Linked DNA regions of Mus musculus: region 1 is linked to region 2. Evidence: chromatin contacts called from public promoter capture Hi-C data. All regions are on one chromosome and are shown on one strand. Each heading gives the region's core, a stretch centred on a gene start, on an enhancer-like site or on the middle of the called end of the contact. The rest is flanking DNA. Distances are from core to core; before and after follow the strand shown.

The links. Promoter capture Hi-C pulls out the DNA fragments that hold promoters and counts their contacts.
Region 1: a contact with region 2 is called in a promoter capture Hi-C map of liver. The contact joins the enhancer-like site here to the promoter of Ovgp1 in region 2. A contact is called at or near these places in 10 of 39 promoter capture datasets (the 3T3-L1 cell line, 3T3-L1-derived adipocytes, the C10 cell line and 6 more), 1 of 484 Hi-C or Micro-C datasets (olfactory sensory neurons) and 2 of 9 other capture datasets (adipose tissue and embryonic stem cells).

The regions. Positions count from the first base shown.
Region 1 is chr3:106,525,425-106,532,426 of GRCm38.p6, reverse strand. It overlaps Cept1 (choline/ethanolaminephosphotransferase 1), which reads left to right. Exons shown (of 9, transcript NM_133869.4): 4 at 1,149-1,290. Among named protein-coding and RNA genes, the nearest start is that of Dram2, 19 kb to the left of the region's middle. Within about 2 kb of position 4,201, at least 10 of the 459 cell types and tissues checked have an H3K27ac peak or open chromatin away from gene starts, as enhancers often do. A contact at or near this core is called in liver, where this site is marked.
Region 2 is chr3:105,972,201-105,979,152 of GRCm38.p6, reverse strand. Ovgp1 (oviductal glycoprotein 1) reads right to left here and starts at 5,351. Exons shown (of 11, transcript NM_007696.2): 1 at 5,313-5,351; 2 at 4,711-4,740; 3 at 4,110-4,314; 4 at 3,126-3,182; 5 at 1,324-1,489; 6 at 755-879. The coding sequence starts at 5,337.

The sequences.
Region 1 (7,002 bases), core at 2,952-5,451, 550 kb before region 2:
TGGCAAGCGTTAGGCCTGCCTGGGCTAGGTAATAAGATCCTCTTTCAAAATCACAAACAAAAAATGAATTTCTAACTAGTATTCTTAACAGAAGTGTTTCCCTCCTTATTTTAATTTTATTCTTCAGTTGTTCTACCAGTTGTTATGGCATTTAAAATATTTTTTATGTCTTGCAAGTTTTATGTCTTGGGTCCAGATTTACATATCAAAATCATTACTTTATTGTGCTCTAATGGTAGCTTGCTTGTTAAAAGAAGAAAAGCAACAAATAAATTAGATTAAGGAAAACTCCAAATTTTCATTGAGTGAAAACTAGTTTGTTAACTTGAAAGACTATTAGAGTTTAATGAGGAAACTGCAGGATGACAAGCATCTTATTTTTGAAAATTGAAGTAATAGTCATGTAGCTTGAGTTTCAAACTAATAGGAAATCATTTTCTTATATATGAGACATAGTGATACCTGCTAAATAAGAAAAGACAGTTTTCTACTCTGAAGCAAGTAGGCCACTTTGATGCTTGTTAAAGCTCCCTAGTCTTTTCATTTTTTGTTTTGTTTTTGATTCTCTCTGCTTAAATGGCTTGTGCTTTTCTCAGGAGGTGGTCTTTGCCTGTTTTGTTTTCTAAATCAAGTGTGTATGTGCATGAGAACCCAGTATAGCTGTTTTCAGATGCCAGAAGAGGAAATTAGACCCCTGTTGCTAGGTTGTGACCACTGAACCATCTCTCAAGTTCCTATTTGTACTTTATTTTATATTTTTGAGACATGGTCTCCCAGTGTAACTAAGACTGGCTTTGAACTCTTCCTGCCTCAGCGTCCTGAGTGCTGAGATAGGTATGTGCTTGGTAGCACCTGCAGCACCCTGACACCTTTTACTACTCAGTTAGCACTGCTATCCCTAAGTAAGGAGAATTCTCAAAACATGTTCAAGTGTTTTAGTTGCTTTGAAAAACTTTGCTTCAGCTAAATGACCTAAAAAATCATTAAAAAAAAAAAAAAGAAAGAAAGAAAGAAAATAAGTCGTTGAAATTATGGTGTAAAAAATACAGAAATATCACATAACTGAAAAGAGATTATCTGTATCTCATCTAAGGTGATTTTCAGCTCTATAGATTCCGTTTAGTTTTCATTCTCATTTTCTTCTGCAGTTTTTGTGGTTCTTGGAACTTGTATTGCAGTACAACTTGGGACAAATCCTGACTGGATGTTTTTTTGTTGTTTTGCTGGGACATTCATGTTCTATTGTGCACACTGGCAAACATATGTTTCTGGAACATTGCGATTTGGAATGTAAGTAATACTTAATGGTGATTTTGTTGCTTTCTAATATGGAGAATATTGCTTATAGATTTAAGTATTAAGAATTGATCAAATCACTAAACTAACCTGTTTTTAAAGTAAACTAAATATTTAAAATTATTTTTTTGTCATATGCCTCTCTGTATTCCTTTGGAAATGAAGTGCCAGAATCATACAGTAAGCATTTTGGAAGGATAATAAAAAGCAGTAGGCCCTCACTCATCTTCACAGGTCTTTACAAATTTACTTTTTTATCTAACTGTCTTTTTATCTAATTCCATATCTTATTTTGTGATATAAAACTTATTTTCAAGAAAGAGTTTCTGAACTGGAGCGATGGGCTCAGTGGTTAAGAGCATGGCTGCTCTTACAGAGAACCTCAGTTCAGTTCCTAGTACTCACCCATAAGTGCAGCTCCATCATATCTGAACCCGTTTTCTAAATCATCACATGATTAAAAATAGTTTGGGGCTTTGTTTGTAGAAATGGGAGAGTTTAAATACTGTGGTTTAATTACATTTTAGTGTTTTATACTGTTTTATTTACAATTCTACAAAAGAATAATCTTCTAATAATATGTTTGATACTGCAATATTTTTCCTGCCAGCAAAATATCTGAGAAATTACAAATGGAATACGTATAAAATTTTTGACCTGAATGGAGAGTTTGCACCTGCCGATCAGTCCTTTCCATGATGATTAATGATGTATGATTAATGTAACCCAGTCTTAGAATGTGACTAAGGATGCTTTTCACTATCCAGGTTTTGTTTTTCATTTCTTTGTTTTGTTTTGTTAGATTTATTTTTATTTGATTTGTATGGATGTTTTACCTGCATATATATCTGTGTATCACATGCATTCATTTTTTTTAGAAACAGAAGTGGAAATCAGGTCCCTTGGAACTGTAGTTAGAGATAGTTGTGAGACATCTGTGGGTGCTAGGTGAGCTGTCTCTCTAGCCCCCACCATCTGGTTTTTAATTAATTATTATAGAACCTATTTATTCTTTCCTTTTGGTTTGGAATAAATATAATTTTTTTAAAAAGAAAAGGCTTTATTCAAGAAATGTCAAAATACAAATGTCTGACTACAACACATTTTAACATAGTCCCTAAACCCCTAATGGTCTTCTTTATTTCCTTACTTAGAGCGCCAGCAAGAATTGTTTTCATAGACCTCAAAAAGGCTAGACAACTTAGAAATTCACTTGGTTACCACAAACTCCGTTTATATGATTTTTGCTAAATTTTTAAAATAGAACTTAGGGACCATTGAGATAGCTAAACAAGTAGAGGCACTAACATATAATAGGAGTTAAATACTTACACAAATTTTAAATAAACTTAATAAAATACCTGGTTACTAATATTTTTGGTGTTAAAATTTTAGATGAAATCTCTGAATACTTTCAAAGCAAAGAGATTTAGAGAATATGGTTAAAGTCTTTTAAGGTCTTATCAGAAGACAGTGGCATGATGTCCATATTAATATTCTGTCTATGCCTTCATCAGGCATATATGGAGTCATTCATACTCAGAAAATGTTAGCCTTCTAATTTAAAGGAAGCAGTGATTGAATGTTTATAGGTTTGTTTTCAGTAATGTTTTCATAGCCTTTGTCTTATAATATTTTCACAGTCATCTTGTGCTTTAGGTAAAACCACAAAATGTTAAAAATTCTAAGATCATTTGTTTTTTCATAATTCAGTATTAAGTTTAAGTGCTACTGGGTTTTCAGAAATGCCATGATGTTTTCTATCTAGATTTCACATCCTTCATGGTTCATTTCTTATGGTCTCAGGGTTTTGGGTGTTGTTTTGTCCTTTGGACAGTGGGGGGGGGGTGAGAGTGGGGGTATGTATATTTTGGGTACTGAACCTGTGTTGGATGTAACTTCAACTTAGTTACAAACCAGTCTCTGTTCAGTTTTCTCTTTCCCTTTCAAGAAATGCTGTGCCAGCTCTATGGTGTGGTAACCAAAGAGAAAGGGAATTCAGCATGAAAGTAGTAAACAAACAACAAAACCAGTAATGGGCAGTAGTCCTAGGAACAGTTTAATATCACAGCTTTATACCTTGCAGTCTTAGAACTGCCTGTGATAAAGTTCTTACTTGGAAAACTGTGCAGTCCCATGTTAGATCATAAGATGACTGTAAGGGAATAGCAGAGATAAGACTAATGAAGACCCAGAAAATCTTGCTTTTTCTACTTTGCCAAGAAATTTGGTTTTTATCCTGATCTGCAAGGAACTTTTGTAAGACCTAAAGCTAGGAAATGACAAGAAATACCTTAGAAAGATCTGGCAGCATGGCAGAGAGTAAACTAGGGTTAACTGTAACAAAAGCAAAAAGACCCCCAGTAAGCATCAGTACAATTAACCTGAGGTGCTGCAAAGCCTATATTAACCCAGGAGCAATGTTCTTGTATGGAAAGGGGTTGATGGTCAAAGAGTTCAGAGCTAGACACTATTTATCTAGGTGTATGGAATGAATAAAAGTACAGATACTACACTGATGTCTCCACAACTTCCCTTCATTGCGAGGTTTTATGGAAAGTGTAGAAAGGCACCTCAGGAGAAGAAACCTACTTAAGTGGCAAATTCTATCCAGAAAAAAATGTCTGTACGGGATGGCAGACATAAGAATGGCAGAAAACTTAGGAAGTGGGCTTGGAAAGAAAGCTGTGAATAACCTTCTTTGAACAACCAAAATGGGAGGCTTCTTGTTGGAATGAAAAGCCAGGAGATTCATGAACTTTAAGAACAAATGATGTTTGGAGCTGCCAGGATTCACGAGAGTAGAAAAATGTATTATGAATTTGGCAATATGAATGATCCATAGTAGTTTCTGTGTAGTGGTGAAGTAAGGGCTAGATTGTAGCAGGATAAATAAGTTAATGTTTCATTACAATCTCTATCACATTACTCATAAAATACATAGAGGAGAGGACAAAGGACACACAACACACACAAATTACACATGCCATAGAAATTACTAGAAATTACCAAGAAACGGAGAAAATAAGAATGATTTGTGTAGCAAGATAGATTGAGATGTAAGACTGTAAGTATTCTAGGATAGGCATATATATAACTGAGTGGTAGAAAGCTTGTCTAGTATACCTGAAGTCCCAGGTTCAATCCCTAACATTGTTAATAATTAATTTAGTAAAATAACTTGTAGTATCAAGGCCAAAGCAAACACCTAAATTTAAATCAGATACCATAAGAAAAACTGTACAAGTATATTTTGAAGTAACAATGAAATGCCTTTTTAAAGTAAAACTGAGCTACGACAATATGCATGGAAAAGTGCCATTAGTACTTTACACCTAACTAGCTACTCATCAAAACAGAGCAAAATAAAACAGAACAGTATACTAGAGGATAGAAAATACATAAATCCCCCCTCCCCAGTACTACTGGAGTTCACATGTTTTTCTCAGTACCATATATAGTTAAGTATAGGATAGATTAAATTCAGTCAGTTTTGTATACATGAAAGAGAAAATATTCTTTTTGACTAACAAAGAACAAGGTCAATTCTCAGCTCTGGTTTAACTAAAGACATTTTTATATATGGCTTCTTTCTAGTTTTTCTTAGGGAAAATGAAAGCCACCTTAACTTGAGAAATACTACTTTTGAATACTTTTATTTGAATTGTTTTAGTGTCATTTATAAATGGGTGAAAGGGATCCTTAACATGTCTCTTTTGCATGTAATAAATTCAGATGTTTATGTTCTCAGTACTTTATAAAGTAGAATGTTTTCCAAATAAGAAGCTTGGGGAGATGGACATGGTGGTGCATGCCAGAGCTTTAGTAGCTGAGGGAAGAATAGTGGAAGATCAGAGCTAGCCTGGGCTACATAGGGAGACTCTTTCAAAAAACTGAACAAAAAATTAAGAAAAAGACATTTTTGTTCTTCTTAGTCTCATTATTTTTAGTTCCTATTTTAAGTTCATAGTATCTTGAACAAATAGAGAAAACATTTAATTCATAAAGGCTAAAGAGATGGCTCAGTGGTTACAAGTGTCTGCTGTTCTTTCAGAGGACCAAGTTTTGGTTCCCAGCACTTCTGCCTGGCAGCTGACAGCCACCTTTTATTTCATCTCCATGGGATCTGACACCTTCTAGCCTCTAAATATAATAAATCATTTTTTAAAATAGATTTTAATTCTCTGTGGCTAAATACTTTCCATTTAAAATCTAGCATTTTGAGAAAACAAACATGCTTTGGGTACATACTTCTCAAGTTTATGAGCTGCTGTGGAGCTAAAAACCTCCTTTCACAGAAAATGGTAGTGACTATGACATCTCTGCAGACCCTTGTCTCACATCCTGGTAGACTGAGTCGGTGTTGCTCTAGCCCTGTACATTTTACTGGCCTTGATAGGAAGGATTGAGGAAAGACATAAAGTCAGAGAACTCAATAGAAAAGCTGGGCTAGTGAAAGAAGAAAAGTGTTAGGAGTTGACACAGAAGTATAGAAGTACAAAGTCCCTTCAAATGACCTGGAGTTGGCAGTGCCAGATGCAACAGAAGTACTGAAAGTGAATAGAAGTCATTCTGTACCCTGAAACAAAGGAGTATTATGTGCTGTGAGATATATTGTATTCCTCTCCCATTTACCACAGCGTTGTTTTTTAAAAGAGAACTACTGTGATTTGAAACTCACAATTGTAATCAATCATCATTACTATGGTTTAGATTATATGAAAGTTCTTATTTCTGCTCTTAAGTCTTAAATCCTATATATCTAGGTGTTTTTAGATTGATATCATACAGGCATATATATATATATGTATGTATGTATGTATAATTTTGTTTAGTTAGTTATTGAGATAAGCTCTTACTACACTGGAACTCACAGTGTAGACCAGGCTGGACTCAAATCTGAGATTCACTTGTCCTTCCTGATTGCTGGGATTAAAGATGTATGCTGTCGTGCCCAGCAAAATCGTTTTTTTAAAAAATGAAATATGCTTATAAATAATTTGTCTTTATCTTTTAATTAAAACTATATTTATACAAAACACTGACCTTAAAATGTCTCCCACATTGTACAGGCAGAACCCTTTTGTTTGCTTGTTTGTTTGTTTCTTATTTGGAGATAAGGTCTCTTTCTAGCCCAGGCTGAGCTAGAACTCACTGTGAGTAGGCAGACCTTAAACTCATGGTCATCCTTCTGCTTCAGCATCCCAAGTGCTGGGATTACAGAACTGCACCACCACAGTTGGTGGGGCATTCGCTAAATTTTTTTGAGGGGACAAAGAAAGAAGCAAAAATTTCAAGTTATGAGGAGGGGTTATAAGTTGAACTCAGGCCATGATTTTTTTTTTTTTCTATTGCTGTCGTAACTAAAACAACTTGTGGAGAAATGGGTTTATTTCATTTTGTAGGTCAGTCCGTTATGAAGGCAAGGCCAGACAGGAACCTGGAGGCAGTGACTGAAGCAGAAGCAATCAAGGAGTGTTCTTACTGATGTGCTCTCTATGGCTTGTTCAGCCTGCTTTCTTATACAGTTCGGGACTACCTTAACCAGGGGCAGTACTTTACCCTGTGGGCTGTACTGCATCAATTACTAATCAAGAAAATGCTACATAGGCTTGTTTAGGCAGGCCAATCTGATGGAGGCATTTGTCAATTGAGCCTCTCTATTCTCAGATGACACTAACTTGTATCAAGTTGACAAAAAAAAAT
Region 2 (6,952 bases), core at 4,102-6,601:
CAGTTAGATAAAGACAGCTCTCCTCTCTCTCTAACACACTCTCTTTCTTCTCTAGATATATAGATTAGATATAGATATAGATATAGATATAGATATAGATATAGATATAGATATAGAGAACCAGTGTTACCTGGCAACACAACACTAATAAGATGTCTTCCCTGTTGGGTCTCTCCTTTCCTCCCACAATAAAACACCTCCCTGTCATGCAATTGTCCTCTTTTTTTCTGCATCAACCTTGGTTTCTTTATTTTTAAATAACTGATTGTGATTCAAGAAAATTAGTCCAGAGCCAGCATGTGTAGGAAGATTGATAACCTACCAATTTTTGTTTGTTTTGTTAACGTTTGCAAAAAAAAAGATGTGCTCTGTGTTGTATGAGTGGTCATTCCTGTTTTGCTTTCCTTGGCACTGCTTGTGACTCGTCTGCCCTCTGACACTATTACCTAATTGCATATAATACGTCCATTCCTGTGTTCAGAGGACGAAGAGGCCAGGCCCTCTCTCTGTGAGTTCCAGCAACAGGCTGTGAAGAAGACTCTATCTGTGGCAATGGTGTTATAAGCCAAGAGTACAACACCAAGTTCTGATTTTTAAAAGAAACCCCCAAGGATGGGTAAGGTACCTACTCCTACCCACACCTCACTAGCTCTTTACCCCACTCCTTAACTCACCCTAGAACCTCACTAACATGGAGACAAGCAAATGGAAGCTCAGACCGTGCTAGAACCACCCTGGAGCAACATCTACCCACCTTCCTAAAAGGAGCGCATCATAAGACGTATGGATGATGCTTGGGATGCCAGAGACAGCAGCCGACAGCAGCAGCCGTGGGTGCTGAGTGAGCAGGGCCTCCCTCTCGAAGGCAAACTGGAGCTCCTAAGAAGAAAGACACAGAAAAACAAACCAGTCAGGGAGAAAATCTCATCCAGAAAGTGTTTACGCTCTTTAAGCCAGGCCTGGGTCAGAAAGAGAATCCAGGCTCTGCCCAAGTCTATGAGAAAGACAGACACATACCAATATGATACTTGAGCTAACAGAGGGGGAAAAAAACAGACTTCAAACTCCATATCCAGACTGACAATTCCTGAGCAAGGCCAGGGAGCTTCAGAGACCAAGTGTCCCTTAGGCTACAGAGCTGAGGCGAGACGGGGATGCAGACAGGAGCAGCCAGAGAGCAACTGGCTCTGCAAGGGGACTCGGCACCTCCAGGACATGTCAGTAAAAGAACATTCTGTTCCTTTCTCCTGCCCCAACCTTGTTACCTCACTGCCATTCACCCACCCTGAAGGAGAAGTAGGACCATTTGCTTATTAGCCTTACTTCAATTAAGAAGAGAAAATTCCACCGGTCGTGTGGGGGACTGCCTCGTAGTCCAGGGTACAAGAAGAAAAGGTCAAGACCATCAAAACCATGTATTCTCAGGAAGGATATGACTGAGTCAATAAACTTTTCCCGGTTGGCAAGTGTGGAGAGCATAGCGGTGAACCTGCAAGGAGGCCAGCATAAGGCAAAAAGCAGTGTCTTCAAAACCACAGGCTCGCCTGAGGCGCTCGCAGTGGCCCCCATCGAGAAGCCTGGCTGGCACGAGAGGCAGTGCGTGGCTGGCACGAGAGGCTCTCAAGAGCAGCTCCCACGCATGGTTCTTTTCTTCATTGCCTTGTTTGATTCGTTTGTTTGCTCTCCTTTCCATAGCAAAACAGTTAGAAATAATTCTTGCTTCCTGGAGCTGAACTTTAAGCAAATCTAGATTAATCTTGTGAAAAAAATGATTATAAAGTAACTAGACCTAGAGACTAAAAATGGACCTGGGTGCCGGGCGTGGTGGCGCACGCCTTTAATTCCAGCACTCCGGAGGCAAAGGCAGGAGGATTTCTGAGTTTGAGGCCAGCCTGGTCTACAAAGTGAGTTCCAGGACAGCCAGGACTACACAGAGAAACCCTGTCTCGAAAAACAAACAAACAAACAAACAAAAAAATGGACCTGGGTACCATTGTCTATTAGCCATCAATCAGCTGGGTCTTCTTGAGGGGTGAAGACACCTGGAAGAAACCTTTTAAATTATTTAGTACTTGTGAATCTTGCTTTCTTTTCCATATATATATACACATATATATACATGTGGCATCTCACTTGTGCTCACAGCAAGTCAGAAGAGCAAAGATGAGGCCTGGGGTTAGACAGAGCTAGTTGTCAGTCATCTCACACTTAGAATCTTCCATCCCACCTGGAGGTCCCTCACTAGGGGTATCCTATACTCACCAGACTATCAGGTCTCCCTCCACAGCTGGAAAGCAGGCTCTGCCCCAGACCTTAGCTAGGAAGCAAGGAAACTTTCCTTGTGAGAACATGAAGATGTTTTGTTATTTCGCTATTGTATGGATGGGAGGCACTAACAAGAGCAGCCACTGAATGAGGGATGTGTGCTGTGAGTCCCCGCAACAGCACCAAAATACCATCTGTGGCTTCTTTATCTCCAGCATAGCCATCTCCATCCAGAAAATGGAGGAGAACCACGGTCTGTGAGGCTTGGGGGTTATTCTTCTTGTCCTTTATAAAACTTCTCTTTTCAGAGACAAAACTCCTGCCTCCAACAAAAAGAGTTAGAGATTCATTTTAGCTGTTACTAATTTCTTGCCCTAAGTTTCACATTAGATGTCTATTTTCCTTGGTATTTCTTCCTATGGGTTTGTAGCTTCAAATAATCTTGTGTTTTGTTTTGTTTTGTTTTGTTTTGTTTTGTTTTGTTTTGTTTTGTTTTGTTTTGTGTTTTCAGAGGGTGCTAAGGGTCAGACCCAGGCTCTTTGTTATGTTCAGTAAGGGCTCTACCACTGTGTTACACTCTTGGCCCTCAATGTGTCATATTGCCTCTCATGTTTACCTATCCCTTTTCTTACCACATATGGGACCTTCTTTTCCAAAATCCTATGACCCTCTGTGGAAAGGGGTCCCTTGAATGCAGGACTTGAGAAAGTACCAATACGGGCTTTGCTGCCCTTATATTCAATCTGGCTTTTCCACACAACCCTGGGGAACACACACATACACAAACACACACCATTATTCTCACTTCCAGCCCATCTTGCTCTATCTCCCAGAGAGAAGACAACAACAGAATAGCTCACCGTGATGTGCCGAAGTTCCACCCTCCAATGGACAGCAGTGTTTTCAGCTCCCTGTTCCTGGAATGTAGGTGAGAAAATGGGTAAACAGGTCCCTGCGCTATGGACACCTTAAGTCACTGCTCCTTTTTCTTTTACTTTTCTTTTTTTGGGAAAACCATGGGAATGGAGTAGGGGATATGAAAAGAATAGGAGAAAGTATGTGGAGAAGATCACAGTAGAAAAGAAAATAGAGGAGACTGATCAACCCAAAGACCATTACAGCTCTGAGCATCAAGACTCTACAAAGTGGCCCAAGCTCCTCCACGTCTCCATAATTTTTCCATAAAAGAGAGACAAGTCTAGAACGTTTCTAGCCATTTGTTTTCTTACTCAACAAATATTCACTGAGTAATGATTATGTGCCTTTGAGTGCTTGAAACACAACAGCAAACACATAGACAAGCATCCCACTTCCTGGGAGCTTGACCTGCCCATCACTCTCTATTAATATAATAACAGACCTTCCCTTGGGCAGAGAAGGAACCCACAGGCGCCAGACAGGAAACACTTCAGCACCTCCTGAGCATCAGCTTCTTTGTGTATGCCCTAACTATTCTGTGTTCAAAGAGCTCCCCTTAGAAGAAAACTCACAGCCTGGCAGTTGCAAGAGGCAAGAACTTTAACATTTGTTGAGTATTTGTGATTCTCAGGACCTCTTTGAAGCACATTAGCAGCATTAACTCCTCACAACTGGGCTCAAAGGGTGAGCCAAAGTTTCCCAGGAGAAAGGAGCGTGAAGACACTCAGGAAGAGGCAACACTACCAAGTCATCAAGGCAAGGAGGAGCTCAGGTCAATGGAGAGCTCTTATGTCAGAGGTACTCAGATCCCCATTTGAGGGAAAATTGAATTAGAAAAACCAGGAAATTTTAAGAGTAATAAGAGTTGTGGGCATAATCTCCTTCAAGCTATAAAATCTGAGAACTCAAGTACACATCTAACATACCTTTCCTTGAGTTTGTTGAACTCTGGATAGAGAACGTTTTCATCCTGCAGATTCTTGGCCACAATCTGATTGTTGCTCATTGAGGCAAAGGCAAATATCAGATGCGTACAAAGAAAGGGGTCCAGGTCATGGGGCATGATGGAGGCAGGGCCTGGCCGACTATGTGCCCAATTGGTGAAATAGCACACCAGTTTGTAGGCAGTACCTGGCAAGAAGAGCAAGTATTAATCAGCAGAGATCATGGGGCAAGAAGGGAACTCAGATTCTTGACAGTAGAGTGAGTCAACAAGCCTAATCAGAGACCAGGCCACTGTAACAGCCTCCATATCCCCCGTAAACATACACCAAAGCTGCTTATGCATGCCCCCAGACATCCTGACCTTTTGCTGAGGCTCCAGAGAAGAAAGAATGCCTCATGAGAGTAGATCCTGGCACATAAGGATACATACAAACAGCAAATAACCAGAGTCCTGTGTTGGATTGTATTGGATTAATAACCTCTGGCCAAGGAGCCATGACAGGCAGAGGTTCAGGAGACGCTGAATAGAGATTTCCTAGCCAGAGAATCTCCCTGGCTCTGGAGGAGAAGTGGTTTCCTCACCATCACTGTGTTTCATCAGAAGAACCAGCCCTGCAGGAAATGAAGAAATTCATATACACACATGCAGAGTGCACACTCCACACACCCTCCAGTTAGCAAGTGCCCTCTCCAGCTCAGCACCATGTACACATGTAGACACACAAATAGAGACATGCATCAGTCACTGGTTTCCTCTCCTCCAAAGCTAACAGAGTGGAACTAGTCTAAGCTCCTTTTCTAAAGCACATCGCATGCTACATGTACCTGCTTTGCATAGGGACAATGATGGTTAGAAGTGTGTGCTAAAGCTCTCGGCCAGTGATTCTCAATTCTGGCTACAAATTCAAAAGTACGTACACACACGCGCACGTGCGCACATACACATCATAGCCCTCTCATCAGAAATTTCAAATTAACTGGTCCAAGATGAAGCCCAAGCATGAAAACCACCAGGTTGGAGAACTACTGCCCAGCCCCTTCCTCCACAGGTGCCTTTCTTTTCTTTTCTACCCCACATTCACATAATCCAGCTCCCTAAGCCCCAGGTTTCTCTGCTAGGCACTAGAGACAAGACAAACTGCTATCTCCTGGACTATGTCATTGCTAGGCTCTGTCACACTCACCAGCCAGCAGCAGCAGCCTCCCCATCTCAACTGCCTGGTAGCTCTGGTGATGAAGCTCAAGACTCTTTAATAGGAGTTGGCTCACCTGCAGCATGGAGTCAGCTACACGTAAGCACCACGCCAGAAACAATGATTCAAGAGTCACAATGACCGCTGACAACTTGAACTCTCTCTCCAGAACAGCTGTAGTTCTCAGAGCCAACAAATCAATATCCCTGACCTGACACTAGCAGGGAGTGAGTATTCACCACAGGCTATAACAAAAACAAATGCAGTAGCCCTGAGACTTGTCTGGCAATCAGTCCCATTTCCTGGTATCCAGCTCTGCAGTTGAGATGGAGGAGACCTAGGACATGATGAAGTCTATACAAGATTATCAGGAAAACTGTATCAGAAAGTTTCAAAGCTTTGGCTTTGGACTAAGGCTTTTGGCTATTTAGGAAGTTTTATAGTTTTGGATGAGTTACTGAGCCCCAAAGTTTCCACACATAAAAGAAAGCCTGTTTCCCACATATAGTTTGTTCTTACTTCGAAGGAATTTATGAAAACTAAAGAGATGTGAAGACTATGGTTTGCATAAAATATAAGTTTAATTACTTACAGATGTCATTAGCAAGTTGCTCAAAAGAGCAGGATGCTCAAAAGCAAATACTGACACTTCTGAACAGGTGAAGTAAACACACTAAAACAGCATTTTATATGTTTTCTACATGACAGAGTTCAGACCCAGTGTCTACTGGGCGAACATATGAGCCAACTATGAGGTGACCTGAGCCTCAGGTATATGAATACCCAAGAACCAATTTTAAAGAAACTCTACAATCATGAAAAGTTTTTGTTTTTTTAAAGCATAAATCAGGTATCTTTGATTCATTGGTTTTCTTTCTCTGTTCCAGATGGCCTCAGACTGTGTAGCCTCTCTAAGACAGATGCTGCTGTACATGGAGCATCTATAATAGGGGGTACTAAGCAGATCTCAGGGCAATGGAGGAGAAAGGAAAACAGTGCCCAGTGGTCAAATCTGTTGAACATTTGTCCTTCATTTGTGGGATGAAATAAGCAAGAAACCTCATAATTTTTAAACCAGTAGTTTATTTGGGTACCAAAGAACAAAGACAAAATATGTAGAACATGGGTGTGTGAGTGTGGGCTTTATTATCGAACAGACCCTAGAGCCCCTTCCTGCACGTACCATCCCTGGGGCCCCATTCGTCCTATCTGTTTCGTGTACCATCCATTCCCACATCCCACTTTTGACCTAAATCAGCAAGTACCCCCAAGGCCAACATAAGTCAGGATTGGCAACACCTAGTAGCATTGGCTTAATGACGCCTAATGCCTTTTCACTCTAATGACCATGCATGCTCCTCTTGCATCCCAGTCACCATTCCTGTGCTCCAGTTCTTGTTACTGGGTCTATGACTTTGCAACCGGATCTATAAACTATTGGTACATCTGATTTCTGGAGCCTCAATGTTGTCAGGGTCCCTCTAACTCATGGCCTGAGGCGCTGCTGGTTTTCTTTTAAAACCTTGACATAAAATGCTGGTCTCTACTTCTGAGACTTTCTGCATGACCGAGGTGCCCCACTACACTGCTGCCAGGAGCACTAGCTCTCAATGTAATCTGCCTGCCAATCT